Regions from separate parts of the Mus musculus genome. Here region 2 is linked to region 1. The links are chromatin contacts, called in public Hi-C maps. All regions are on one chromosome and are shown on one strand. Each heading gives the region's core, a stretch centred on a gene start, on an enhancer-like site or on the middle of the called end of the contact. The rest is flanking DNA. Distances are from core to core; before and after follow the strand shown.

Evidence for each region. Hi-C and Micro-C count contacts between places; a contact is called where the count stands out from the background.
Region 2: a contact with region 1 is called in a Hi-C map of regulatory T cells, with 11 times the contacts expected there. The contact joins the promoter of Aco1 here to the promoter of C9orf72 in region 1. A contact is called at or near these places in 6 of 39 promoter capture datasets (the C10 cell line, cranial neural crest, frontonasal cranial neural crest and 3 more) and 6 of 484 Hi-C or Micro-C datasets (CD4 T cells, LSK cells, cortical neurons and 3 more).

What each region holds. Positions count from the first base shown.
Region 1 is chr4:35,223,130-35,230,714 of GRCm38.p6, forward strand. It overlaps C9orf72 (C9orf72, member of C9orf72-SMCR8 complex), which reads right to left and starts at 2,707. Exons shown (of 11, transcript NM_001081343.2): 1 at 2,659-2,707.
Region 2 is chr4:40,139,667-40,147,251 of GRCm38.p6, forward strand. Aco1 (aconitase 1) reads left to right here and starts at 3,599. Exons shown (of 21, transcript NM_007386.2): 1 at 3,599-3,875.

The DNA of each region.
Region 1 (7,585 bases), core at 1,457-3,956:
GGAATCATGAAAAAGGGGAAATTCCTATGACCTAAAAAATAAAGTCTTATAGCGAAGTGTAATCAGGGAAGCTGTGAGTCTGATATTACTAACACCTGAAGTTAGCATTGGTGGGAACCCATATACAAATGTGGCCAAAAAATTCATTTCAACCTCACAGACTTTTGCTTATATGTTTTCTGGCTACTTCAGAAGGTTAACATTAGCCACAGAGTCTTCTGAGAGAAGCCAGAGTCCAAACCAGAGTGAGGCTACGACTCATCACTCTATAAACCGAGTTCAGGGGTCACGAGGGCTTAACCAATACTTCCAAAAACTAATAAAGTTTATTTATGTTAATAAACATGTTAACACTGTTAGCAGACTGGCACATTTGAAGCCCTTTGTTTTTTCTTTAACCTTGTGAAAAAAAAAAAAAAAAGAGAAAGAAAGAAAAAAAAATCAGCTTTCCAGGCTGCTTTGAGGAAGTTCATTTGCCTACTGCTACTGTGATCAAGAATTATACCATAAGGCTTCCACTTGTGGGAAGAGGGGCAGGACAGCCATCAACCAGCCCTCTCAGCCAAACAGGAACTAACCAAGACCACTGTAAAGACAGTGGACTACTTGCCAGACCAGCCTTTGTCATTCTCTACAAATGTTCAATTTCAGCCAAAACTCACATGCATACTCATGACACCAGGACTGTGCCATCTTGCCTAGATCCAAGTTTCTCAGGCCGGCTAACCTAACACTTGGACAGTATTCACTCAACATGGGGGTCTAGGGCAGGCTCAAAAGATAGACGTTTTATCCATTCAGTCATTTTCTAAAAGCAAACATTGGATGGCCAACATAGCCAAACAGAGTATTTTACCAACTTTTAAAGTTATATTTACATTTGTCTCCCAGAAATTTAAATGCTTGTTGAATGTCCAGTCTGCAGCGCAGGCTGTAACCCCTCTTATTTTTTGTGTTCTATGAAATAAGAACACCGTCACCTTTAGTTTCGAAGTTTCCAACTGACTCTGGGGTTTCCCACAGTGCCAATGGTCACTGAGGTGCTAGTCAGCAGTGACTCAGACAGAAAACCCCTGTTCCTCCTGATCCACAGATTATTTTAACTTTCAGTGCCTGTAGCAAGCTTTCATTCAAAAAGAGTAAAAGAAAAACTACTTGTAGGTTTTTTACGTGACATAGGTTTTTACTGTGGAGGATGATGAAATACCTGCTTTCTGCTCCTAGGTTATGATTCACCCTTTTGTCTAGCATATTCATGCTCTCCACACTGTCTGCCACTACTTCTCCATCCTCTTGGTTATCAGATCTGGTGTCTGCCAAGGTACCAAGGTGCCTGCGTTCAGGTGAATCTTGTTTTGCTTAACAGGGGTGAAGTACAGTAAGTTACTTTGAAACACAAAGCGATCACATTCACAGGACTTTTACAGAGCAGCTGCAATGGCTCGACTTTATTATCAGTTATTTGTAATCTCTTATTGTGCCTACTTTCTAAACTTTAACATCTGTGTATGAAATGTAATGAAGGGAAAACACCTATATCCACACGATGGGTGTATGTAGGCGTTTCCTGAGATTTCAGGCTATACTGGGGGCCTCCTGGAATGTCCTCTTTAACTGAGGGGACGCTTACTATATTTCAAATATTCTGATTCCATATTATTAACATAATCTCAATCTCTTTCCTCCTCCTCTTCCTCCTTCTTCCTTCCTTTCTCTCTCTCTCTCTCTCTCTCTCTCCCCCCCCCCTCTCTCTCTCATATTTTAAGTTTTCCAAGTGGACTAACGATTCTATCTTAAAGTATTTTCCAGTCCCTTTTGGGCCCTTAATATAAAGTAAAAGTACTACTGAGACAGACTGTGTACCCGTTTTTCTCAACTGGTGACGAACGGGAACAGTGTAACAAGAAATTTATCCATCTGCCGGGACAAAACTCTACAAGAGCCTAATAGTCCCCACACCAGAAAGCGCAACCAATCCCTCCCAGGCAAATGCACTCCTGGCCAGACAGACCCTGTGTGGACAGACTTAATCAGTGCACTTCTCTCTCTGCAACTGATTACCATCAGTCAAGTGATGCCCAAGTCACAATGGTCACTTCCTTTAATAAGTCTGTACAACCGCGGAGCTGTGAGGCAACCAGGTCACGTCCCACAGAACTGGGGAACAACCTGGTAAGAGTAGCAGCCCATGTAAGTGGGCATCCGCACTCCTTGCAAACTTCTGCGAAATCCTGCCTGCGTGTTGTTCTGTCCGTCCTTACTCCATCCCACCGGCGCTTTCTCCTCCCGGGCGGGGACCCTCGGGAGACCTGACTGGGTCGCAGGACCCACCAGCTGTCGCCGGGCCAGGCCCCTGGGGCCCAGGCTTGTGGCGGTGGGGGCCGCGCTCGCCGTACTCCCGGAGGGTTCCCTCAAGGGCCCGGGAGACGCTCCGGGTCGGGATCGGGGAGCGCGGGCGGACAGCAAAGATGAGGCCCATCCCCATCCCCTCCGCACCGCCGCGGCCCCCGCAACTCCTGCAAGGCCAAGGGCTCTTTCGCCCGGGGGACAGGGAGGAGTTCACCTCGAAGGAGAAAAAAACCCCGCTGGTACCCGGAGCCGGCCGGCCCGCGAGCCGACCGTGGCAGCAGCCCCCCTCCGCCCGCGCGTCTCACTCACCCACTCGCCGCTGCTGCGCCTTCACCGCCGGCGCAGGGACCGCAACCGCAGCCCGCTCCGGGCCCCGCCCCGGGACCGCCCCGCCCCGGACACGCCCCCAGGCCCGCCCAGTCGCAGTCCCGCCCCCAGTCCACAGCAGACCCAGAATCTGCAGGGCTCCCCGGTGCGGATCTCTGCAGTCTTGTTTCCTTCTTTTGTCCTTGGTCACCGTTGTGGAGTTAAGTTGCGAGCTGAGGCAACCAAAACGCACCTCCCTCGCACACCCTCCCTGGACTGTCTAGACACCACTTTCCACCTAGAAGGAAAGGGCAATTGGGATGGCTGTCACTACAAACGCCATCTTTCACGTGGGCGGAACTCGTCTCTGCTTGACGCGCCGCGGTTCCCTCGTGGGACTCCGTAAGTTCCGGGTTGGCGCTTTCACTTTGCTTTGCCAGCCTTGAGATGCCAGTGGCAGCTGGCCAGGCGGAGGCTGTCATGGGCTTTGTAGCTTTTCTTCCAAGAGCCGCTCAGGAAAAGCATGGGCAGAGCTGAGCTCAACCTAGATAGATAGTGTCACCTGCGTTATCTATCTAGGTTACGAAGCGTAGTTTGTGGTTGTAAGTAGTTTTGCTTTGTTTTGTTTGGGAGTTGGCAGGTAGTGGGTGCTCAACAAATATTTAGTGAGTGAGTGGATTTCCTTTGGTCCCTATGACACGGTTAAATGCCGTAAGTCTGCGTGCACACTGTACGTGTTCACTCCGCAACAAGCACAATGATTCCCCCACCCTCTGTGCGTAGTCACCGTGTTTTCTTCTAAACGTCATTTTTGCCAAATAGCACAGTGCACTTTGTTTTTTAACCTTTGGGAAAAGAACACCATGACGTCTGATTTATTGATTGATTGATTGGTTTGTAACTGTATTGTGGCTTTTCACTACAGATGAGTAGTGTTTATTATTTTCCAGCAACTTTTCATCATTTATAGGGAAAAGAAAGGCATTAATAACAGAATACCTATCAATACCACCTTCGGTAAAAATAGAACTCTCACCAGGTATTGTATGCTTTTTTTTTTTTTTTTTTTTTTTTTTTTTTTTTTTTTTACCTAGCAGTTGTCATTCTATCAAGTTCTTACAGTGTTTTGTACCGTGGTCTTCAGATGTATATCTCATAAATGAAGTATACATCTGAGAGTTAAAAATACATCCAGACACACAGAAATAGCATAGGACCATGTTTGGAAGGCTAGGGTTAAGAGTGCGATGCTGTAGTCAAAGTGGGTGAGTTTGCAGGTAAGGAAGGCAGCTGAGTGAGGCCAGTCAGCTAATCCACAACACGAGGAATAGACGTTTATACTATATCCCACACTGAAAAGCTGAAAAGTTCCCAGGTGGGTGTTAGGTACTAACACACATACACGCGCATGCATGCACACTTAAGATAATTTGCTTGTCTGTAGTAAGCCAGAGCTATCAATGTAATTGATTGGGTCAGTTTTCTGTGATTCCAGAGCCCACTAGGAATAGAAGGTATTTGTTTGGTGTCCTCTTGAAGTAAGCCCTTCTTTAAAACCTGTCTGTGAGTCAAACTAACATAACATTACACTTCAGAATAAGACTGGAACTTTGAAGGAATATACCTTCTTAGTGTTTTTTTTTTCCTTCAAAATTTTACCTAGAGACAAAAACAGTGTCCCTCAAATAACTTATTTTGTGTAATATCAGTCCTAGAATAAATGTTTTATTTAAAAAAAATAATCAAACCAAGAAAGGACTAGGGATGTAGCTTCGTGGGTAGAGGGCTTGCCTAGCATGTGTGACTCCCTGGGTTTGGTCCCTACCATATTCCTCTCTTTTTCTCTCTTTGGAGAAAAAAATGAAACATCACGATCTAAAATATTGTATGACCACAGGAAATGAAATAAACCATGATACAACTTATATTTTGTGATCAATGAGTGGAGACCTTTTTCTTCACATCAGATGGAACAATTACTTAGGCATAGGTAAAGTAGCCTATATATTTTAATTGGATTGTAGCTAACTTTTATTAATCAGGAAGAAAATAATAAGTAGGTATGCTGGTTCATAATTGTTGTATTGCCTGAAAGGTGTAAGGTAGAATACATCTTTCCTCCAGAGAACCAAAGAGAAAATGATGCTAACTGTATGTAGAAATATGATTCATGATATTGGTGTGATAGATTTTTAACCCTGTCCTCTCAAACTTTACAAATAATCTACCTCAAATAACTCCAGGCTCTAAGTGAAAATATGCTGGCTATAGAACTATATCTCCAGGGCTGAAAGTGGAGGGCATTTGGCAGAGGGCTTGCCTACCACGTACTGGTTTACTCCCCAATACTAAACGAACTGACGAGATGGCAAACACCTATAATCTGAGACAGGAGGATTAGAAGTTCAAGATTATCCTAGGCTACACTACATGCTGAAGGCTATCAAGGGGGCGGGGGGATCCCATTAAAAGAAAGAAAGAAAGAAAGAAAGAAAGAAAGAAAGAAAGAAAGAAAGAAAGAAAGAAAGAAAAGAAAAAGAAAGGGAGTATCTCTCCAAACAGGAACTGAGAACTCTATCCCCTATTTCCAACCAGAACAACACCTTTAAAGACCCGATATAGAAAAATGTCAGCTATCATGTTTCACTAATGTTCAGTCATGCAGACACTCCTCGATAAGGGGGATTTCTAAAGCAAAATAAGAGGTTGGGCTCTGTAACCACAACAGATATTAAGTATCGTCTCTGCTTTAGGTTAACCACGGAACTGGACAGTTCTTCACTCCTTGGTGACTCAGTGTCCACAGTGCTAGCTTTCTGTGGGGGCTTAAAGGAGGGAATGGAGAGAGTGGCCAGTGTGACCCTAGGTAAGACTGTGTATCCATGACAAGGGCATTTTGTTCCCCTTGTGTGTGGATGGCAGAACACCCACAGAAAGCAATGGCTGCAGCCCTTCTAATAGGAGTGGAAGTGACTCCCATAGGTACATTGCACTCCTCTGATAGTCCCTTCCTCTGGGGCTTCCTTGCTTGACCCCACAGGAAGCTGGTCAGTGCAGTCTTTTAGCAGGACACTGTTGCTCAGCAGGAAAATAGCACGCCTAGTAATCTGTCACCTGGTTGCTGTAAGGTTTATGTGCAATCAGGCGAGCTAGAAAATTAGATCAGTACATTCTAGAAGTGATGGTTTTACTTTCATTTTTTTTTTTGGTAACTACTCAGATATAATAAATACAGTAATGAATGACTTACAACCCTCTTACACTCTACACGTATTTATAACTCCAATAAATATGTCAGAACACGGAGAACCTTCTTGCTTCATCAAAAATGCCAGTTGTCAGGAAGGCTTTTCTCCATTTTCTCTGCTAATATGTTTCAGAAGTGTGATGTGCATTGCTGCAGGGCTGGAACCAAGGGCTTGTTGATTAGCTCCTACTTACCAAGATTACAGGAAATTAGTTGTGACTGAGACTGGCATGTGAACAATTTCATGACAGACATGGATGAAGAATATTGCTATATAAACCACGGACCATTTCATTTCTCTTAGGAAATGTAATTTCATGTGGTTGCTTCCTTATTCACTGAAGACTTAATAAATATGTATTTTATGATATACTGCCTTCATTTGAAATACGAATAGAATCTTAGTGTGTGGAGCCAGTAGGATGAAATGATATAGAAAACCCTTGAGTTTCTGTCTGGAGCCAACACTTTATAATCCTAACAGCACATGATACTGCTTCAGTACTGCAAAAAAAAAAAGTCATTAGGGCACAATACACATTTCTTTTCTGCTTGTCTTTGGACTCGTGATTTTATGAACAATGTCCTTAGTGAGTGAGAGGAATGTCATCTTTGACCAGTTGTTCTTGTGCATTGCTGCTGTGCACCTTACCTTTATATGTAACTATTTCTAAGGACAGAAGCCTGGGCTGGAGACTTGGCTCAGCTGTTAAAGGACACAACCAAAACAACCAACCAATCAACCAACCAAACAAACAAAAAACCCAAAAAACCCACAAAACAAAAAAACAAAAAAACCCAAAAGCAAACACAAACACAAACAAACAAACAAACAAAAAACCAAATAGAGTCTCAGGGGGAGGAATGCACCTCATAAAACATAGGAAATCAAAAGCATCATCTTAAATCTTAGATGTTAATGTGCAATCATAAAGAGAATATGAAATTGTGTTTCTTTAGAAGAAGAGAGAATTTGTGGTTGTACATGTCTAATACTTGGATAGACCAGAGATGCGGCCAGCAGTGCAGGCTGATGGCGCTGGTCCCATGGGGAGGAGACACAGCAGTAATGCACACTCTCCTACCACACACTTCTCAGGCCAGCTCCAAATGTGCTCCCGAGCATCTCTGCCAAGTGTCACCATCTACCTGTAACCATCAGCCATTCTGCAGTTTATGTTGATATTTTATTGCATTTATTGGGATTTAGTAAGCAGAGTTTTCAGTATTTAGTAGCAGTATGGAATAATTGACTGTCAGTGTTGTCACATACTAATTAAAACCCAAGACCATATGGTTACCTGTGGATTCATTTCCTTTTTAGCAGACTGTGATTGGAATATGTCGGATGTCTCATTGAACTGTCATTCCAGTTACCAAAAAGTGTTATCCTTGAGTCTTTTTTTTTCCTATTCCTCTTCCTTCACCTACACCTAACAGGATATCACTCTGTAGCCCAGGTTGGCCTAAAACTTGGAGCAATCTTCCTGCCCCAGACTTATTTTGTGAGATTTTCCTATTATATTTTAATGTGTTATAAAAATCATTTGTCTAAGAATGATTGGCATTTTCTATTTTGTCTGACACCTAGGAATACTATTTCACATGTTCATCTTGCAATTGTCAATCGAGCTCTATAATTCTTTCTGATTATATGCTTTTAAAAAACAGAAAAATCGAACA
Region 2 (7,585 bases), core at 2,349-4,848, 4.9 Mb after region 1:
AGTGACATGTAAAAGTTCAACCACGGGTCTCTACTTCTAGTGGGAGCAGTGCATGGTAACAGCATTAACTGTACAGACTATTTAGACAGATGAGAAGGACCAACTCTTCCCCCACTGACATCTGGCTAGAGATTAAGCATAATTACGTACAGATGATAAGACTTTATTTCAAGCACATTTCAAATGATCACGTTCCCTCCTAATAAGTTAAGCTATTGGGTGCCAGAGATCAACAACTGCCAAACATGTTTTTTTGTACCCTATGTCCTTGGGTGGGGCTCTCTCTACAAAGCAGCTTCTCTTGGCAACTGGCAGACTCATCAGAGCATTGTGGTTGCTTTAAATGCACCATAGATGCCCTGGGGAAATGCTGAGACACCATTCCTAGAGAGATATGAAGAAATGTCTACTCATCCCAGACAGGAAACTGATCAGAGACCAAAGTACAGACACTGTCAAAGTCCAACTATCAAACCAGTGAGTTTTATTTGTGTTACTTATAGAAATATGTGTGAGGGGTTACTTATAGGAGCAGAAATTACTCAAAGACATCTGTATCACCAAGCCCACCCTATCATGGATGACAGTTCACACAAACTAGAAACGTGGGACACAATGCACATCCCACAAGCAATTCAGTGTTTTGGAGTGTTTTTTCTAAGTTGCATAGTTGGTACGGATCTCTTCCAGGCAGCTCTGCTGGTCTTTGCTTCTTCCAGGCAGCTTGGCTTGTCTGAGAGTGACTCTGAACAATTCTTACTGTTTATAGGTGCTTGAAGCAGGGAGTGATTCTGGTCAGTTCTAGGGACTTCCTGGAGCTATTTTGAGTCATTTATTTACCGTTTTAAGAAGATTCCCTGCAGGATGGCGTGTTTCATCTCCCTTTAAATATCCCGTCTTGAAACATCCCGTTGATTCACCTCCCCTTATAGCTTAAGAAGTTTATAGCTTAAGAAGTTTCCTTCCAAAGTGCAAGGCTAGGAGGATACTGCTACTCAACAGTTAGCTATTTCACAGAAACAAGCAGCACTGCACCTACTGGCTGCTGTTGAAGCTAAAACTTTTGATCCAGGAGCTGCTGTTCCAATCACGACCTCTTCAGCAAACTGCACTGGCTTTGGAAGACTCTGTTCTCCATAAAACAGAGATAGTAAATTCTAGATGAGTCTGCTCATTGGGAAGTTAGTTCTTCCTCCAGACTGGAGAAGAGAGTAACTCTCTACTGACTCGGGAAGAAAAACAAACTGTGATTGGTGCAATGTGGGGCTTGCTGTGATTGGTTCTTAAGTAAAGCTTGTCAGTTTGTTTATGCAGCACTTGTGATTGGTAAGGTAGAACTATGCACATGCAGGGGCTGTGGTTGGTGGAATTACAGTCCATACACAAGTATGTCATAGTCCCCTTCCGGCTATGTGAGAAGACTGTTTCCCCTAATTGTTTTTTTAATCTTCGAGACTTCTTCTGGGATTGCAATATTAGGCCTAGCACAACACCTAACAAATAATCTCTTTGTCTACAGTCTTAATCAAGCTAGGCAGGTTGTATGGAGGAAAATGCGACTTCCATATCTGATGGCACAGACAGCAGCACTGGCATTGGCAATGATGAGGTAGCTGAAGCATTCCAGAGTCATCAAGATCTAAGAGACCCCAACGGCCAAAGCTCAGAGCAACAACACAGAAGGCAGCTAAGAGTTCCCGAGCCCTTCAAGAGCTCTGAACTATAACACTAGGGAGTGGTTAAAGGGTTTCCAAAGAAAATGCAAGAAACTATGACTATATAGGAATAGCAAAAGTGTAAAGACAGGCAGGGGCTCTGAAGAACAAAAAGCAGAGACTGTAAAGCTTGGTCTCAGCCAAAGATCAGGAGTTATAACTCTACCTGCTGCAGAGCAGAAGGAAGCAAGAGCAATACACCTCTGCCCTGAGTACCTGGAATAACCAGCCTTAGGCTTGGACAGCTTGGAACTCAAATCCACCCTGTGATGAGTTCCTGGAACTCAGGGCCTTCAACACTAAGGGAGCAACCTAGAGCAGCAAAACCCATCGCTAGCCAAGTGCTTGACATACTAGTTACTAGTCATTCTCCCTATATGATGCTCGTTCGTGTTAACTCAATGTAGAAGCCTACACTGAATTTCCAAATGATCTGGGCAGCAAAACCTTACATCCTTTCATCTAGAGCTAATCAATCATGTTTCCAAATTCACATTGACTTGAGAGGCTAAACTGCTAAGCATGGACGGAACCCCCACTCAGTCTCACAGCTCAGACTTTAGATCGGTGGACAGCATGTGCTGTAATTAATGGGTTGCTGTAGGCTAAAACCAAGTTTTATATATAGAAAGTTTGCATTCTGTGTAAGCTACAGACATGTTGAAGTGTGCTCCTGATGTATACTTCCTGTGCTTTGAGCTAGTAATAACGGAGAAACTGCCTTTTATAAGAGCTGGGTGTGGTGGGACAGAACCTGCAGTCCCGGCACTTTAAAGGTAGATGTAGGGAGTCCAAGGTCTGGGGAGTTCCACCAAACAATGAGCTCTAAGCCTGCCTGGGGCCCATGAGTATCTGACTCAAAAATCAAACCAAAAACCCCAAACAACTAAACCCTCGGGAAGAAATCTAAAACAAAACAGTAGTTGGGGTAGGAATAGGAAGTGAAGGGCAAGGTGGAGGAGGTGGGGGACACTGGAAGAGGCACTCAGAAAACGTACTTACCACCCAGCATTTAAAAGAAAGGTGGCGTTTTGTGTGCCAACTTGACACAAATTAGTCATCAGAGAGGAAGGAGTCTCAGTTGAGAAAATGCCTCCATGAGATCCAGCTGTAAGGCATTTTCTCACCATTTTCTCAATGGGAGAGGGCCCAGCCCATGGTGAGTGGTCTCACCTAGGCTGGTAGTCCTGAGTTCTATGATAAAGCAGGCTGAGCAAGGCATGGAAGCAAGGCATTAAGCATCACCCCCACGGCCTCTGCATCAGTGCTTGCTTCCAGGTTCTAGCCCTGCTTGTGTTCCTGTCCTGACTTCCTCCAGTGAATTGGAAGTGTAAGCCAAATAAACCCCTTTCTCCTCAGCTTGCTTTTTGGTCATGGCGTTTCATCGCAGCAACAGAAATCCTAAGGCTCCCTACGTTAGTCAGGCAGTTACATGTCACACTCTGCCCCTCGTGAGGGACAGTCAGCCTTCTCCACGCTCCAAAAGAGGAAAAGCCTAGAAATCGGCTCTACACTTCCTGGGACTGAGCCACTAGCAAAGCTAGATGCAGCCTCGGGGCCCAGTTTCTCCCGCCTATGGGGAGGAGCCACGAAGATCAATAGCCTTCAGCTTCGGGCCTTCGGGCCTAGGAGGTACAGAGGGGTGGAGCAGGTCCTAGGCTCCGCCCCCGTCCGTGGCCACGAGTCTCTTGTTCTAGGGGTGGGACGGTGCCCAGCCCCTAAACCTGGCCATGTAGGGGCCTGGGACTCGTCCCTCGGTATGGTCTGCCTTCAGGCTCTGGAAAGAAGAGGTGTTCCCAAGCTCTGCCCCTTGGCCGCAACCTCAAGTCAGATCTGGGCCTTGGGGCGGAATAGGCCCTAGACTCCGCCCATCTGCCAAGATCGGAAGGTTCCGAAGGGAGGGCGCACCCGGACTAGACTGCAAGCTTCAGCCATCGCTTGCAGCTTCTAGAGGGAGGAGGTGCCCAGGCTCCGCCCCTCGGGGGGCGGAGTGAGGCCCGGGCCCCGCCCCTCTCCCGCAGCAGCTGGTTCCGGCCCGCTCTCCACCGGTCCCGCCTCGCTGCCGGAGCGTCCGGAGGACCGCTCAGTGGGAGGAGCGCGGAGTCGGCCTGGGACATTGCTAGCACCCGCCTGTGTGCTCCGGGAACTGCACTGTGAGCGGTGAGTACCACGCGGCCCCGGGGCGTCCGTGCAGGCCTTTCCCACGGGTGCAGACCCGAGGACACGGGGAGAGCTGCGGGGAGGCGGTGGAGCTGGCTCCTGGGGTGACCTCTCTACTCGCTCCCCAGCCTGCGTCGCTCTGGACTGGGAGTGGCTCTACTCGGCGCCCCGGGAGTTCTCGCCTTGGTGTGAGGGCCGCACCGCCGGGGTGTCATTGTGCCAGGCCCAGCCCACGGGATAGAAAGGAACGATTGTGCCCGGCAGATTGGAGTCCCCAGCACGGGGCGAAGGCAGGCGGGGTGAGGGTAAGAGCCCCCTCAGTGGAAGGGCATAGAGTCCAAGGTGATTGATTGAGAAACCCAAGGAGAACGGGACTGTACCACTCTGGCCAGCCCAGTGCACTAGAACCGCAGATCTCCCTGCAGCACGCATGACAGCCTCCCAGCAGAAGTTGCCGAACTTTTGCATTTAGGACCGGCAGCGCGCCTAAAGAACCTTTGTTATATAGATTGTACCTATTGATTTTTGCAGTGTATAAATACAGCGTATAGACACTTAATATACTTAATTCAGATAGACCGATTCTGTAGTTTCCAAAACACTGTTATTAAGAATGGCATTCTTTAACCTTCCTGCAAATCTCTGCTTAGAAGACACTCAGCCTGTTGCAGTATGACAGGTCATGTAGCTTCTGAAGACTTTTAAGTATATTGGTGAAAATGTAACATTGTATTGCTTAAAGAGTGGTTTTGACCGTCCAAACACCTGCGCCTGTGTTTCTCTGCAGCATACTTTAGAACCACCGAAGTAGCCAGTGCTTAGGAGGCATAGTTCACTGGGTTTGCCACTTTATTTATGGTTCTTCCATTCCGCACCGTGGAGGAGTTAACCTCTGATACCCAGGAGCACTCTGGACCTCACTTTCCAACGGAATACGAGATCCCCACAGTTGGTGGTGGCTTTGGGTGATGTTCATGTGTGCCTTGGTTGTTTCTGTGCCTGCTGAGTTGATGTGTGTAAACCTGATGTAGCACACCAGACCTGTGAGTTCAGGGAGGTGGGTGTGACTAGACCATGCCAAATGTGTAGGGGTTGCTGTAAGATTACCAAGCAGTTGAGAGGTCATGTCTAAAACACCAGGTGGCATGTTTTTGCCTCCTTATCCCTGTGTTCAGTTCTGTTGGGGGTTTCTAGCCTTGGGTCTGTTGAAGTATGGTGTCCCAGTCTCCGAATTCTGCCACTTCCACATTCCTGGTGAGCTCTGTGTGTGGTCCTGCCTCTGCCACTGGAAAGCAGTTGCCCATTGTGTCTGTGTGTGATAGATGGAACCCTGCATTAGAGTCTTTCCTTTGTTTCATGCTGTCTACAGGAATTTGAGATAGAAGTTATATACATATTATCAAAAAATGTATACCTCAAAGCAAACAAGTTTCTTAATCCTCTACCCAAAGAGGCTATTGTGTTCTGATTGAGCAGCTTCAGCACTTTAAGTAATACATTAGAAATGATTGTCCTCATGCTGTTGCTCCCACAGTCGGGAGAAGGGGGCTGGGATCTGAGCCCTTGTGTTCTTGTTATACACATTGTTGATACTGGAGCCTCTCTTATTCATCCTTGAGTAGATGTTTATCTCAGCTCCAACTCTTCTGGACCTTGGGAAATGAATGATTTTAGAAGGTGAAGGGCCTGTCTGGAATTTACAGTCAAGAGCATAGGTAAGTACCGTCCAGTTGAGATCATTTCCTGCCTGTATGTGTACATGAAACACGGTCATGTAAGAAAGCAATACCTGCTAGGAAGGTGTGCATCAAAAAAAGCACATGCAAAGGAAACCAGAGGCCTACATGTAAAGATGACAATTAAAATAAATGGTATTTATTACCTTTTCCCCGACAAACAACATTGTTTGTCTTGTTTGCTCCAATCTCCTGTCTTTTAGGAGCAGATACCTCCTCATGCGACCACTAGAGTCTGCATAGGAAAGTCCCTCCCAACCTGTGTCCGTTCTTGGCCTCGCATTGTGAAGGTTACTTCATCTCTCAGAACTTTCGTGTCTCTGACTTTCCAACTAGACTGTGGTTAGTAGGTGTCCCAAACACCCATGGTTTCCTGAGAGAGATTTATGCTAGTGTTTGTGCACGTGTCTTCTCAACTCTGTGTTCAGCAGTGTTACATTTCTGTAGCTTGAAATGGACCATAATGAGAATATTTATTTACAACATGGAAATCATCCAGCACTCCATGTATGAGTTTTTTTCTACCTGGGAACAAATTGCTAAACATTTACCAGCACACTGCTGCTGTTGGAGCCAAGGTGCATTTAATTTGGTTTCTTTTCTCTTTCTTTTCTCTCTTTCCTTCTTTCTTTCTTTCTTTCTTTCTTTCTTTCTTCCTTCTTTCCTTCCTTCCTTCCTTCCTTTCTTTTCTTTTTGTTTTTTTTGGCAAAGTCAGACTCCTTTGCCTGAACAAAGATATTAGGTATGAGGTGTTTTATTCAAGTCTTCCAAATTTTTGGTAGATGGGGACAGGGAAGGCTGTATTTAAAATATACTAATATTGATCAACATGTGTGTGTGTGTGTGTGTGTGTGTGTGTGTGTGTGTGTGAAAAGCCAGACAGCAAAAACCACAACCATTCAGTTCTTATGCTGCTACTGTAAGAAAGCAGCCATGGCAATATAAGCAAAGGAGCATATCTGTGTTCAAATAAAACTTTATTTACAAAACAGGTACTGGGCCATAGTTTACAAACTCTTACACTAGAATGCTTCAAAAATATCTTCTGTGCAGAAAAGGACGTTCTTCAGGAATTCTGGGACTGGAATCTCCAAGGTGGATGTGTGTGGAAGTTGAAGCTACGGAGGTCTTAGAATCAATCATAGAAGAATGCAGAGTAGGTTGTTAACAGAAGGACTCCATGGTATGCACAGTGAGGGGAATCCTATTCCAGGCTCTCTAGAGCCATCTCAGATTTACACTGGGGTAGATGGACCCGCCTTCTAATACAGTGTAGACTTTAACTGTAGGCACAAACCCAGCAGCATCTCTTTCTTTTTTCCTTCAACTTTGTCTTTTATTTAGTGCATACTTATTGGCAACATGTTTGAGGTCTTTTTTCATTCCTTCTTGTTAATCAAGGACAATATCTCCTTATCCCATTTATCAGCTGTCTGTGAAAAGCCAATAGGGCTTGGCTCGCACTCTGTGGAAAGGAGGGTTCAGTGGGCTGTATCTTCATCCAGGCACCTTCCTCCCAGGCATTTCAGGTGCCACACTTGTTGATAGTAGGATTTACAGGGGAAAAGAAACACCTCAGAAACTATATATCCAGTTAGAAAAGAGTGTGTCAGGGTTAAAATATTGGGTTAAGCTGAAAGTCTGTCTATACAAAAGAAGGAGCAAGTCCGTGAGGGTGAGTGACTAATTGTACTATTGGGCTCAGAAAATGACACCTGAACTTAGAGAGTTTTGACTTGTTGAATTCTGTGAACTAAAGACCCAAAGCATCTCTATCAGCTATCCTAACTTCAGGGGCAGGGACAAACCTTCCTCGTACACATGTATATTATAATATTTATCATATGTGTTATATAGACATGTTTTACACATACTGTAGCTAATGTGCATATTTGTTACCTATATACATACATAAGTTGTATTCCCATGTGATCTCACACCCAGGAATGTCAAGTAGCCTCAGAAATGGAAAAC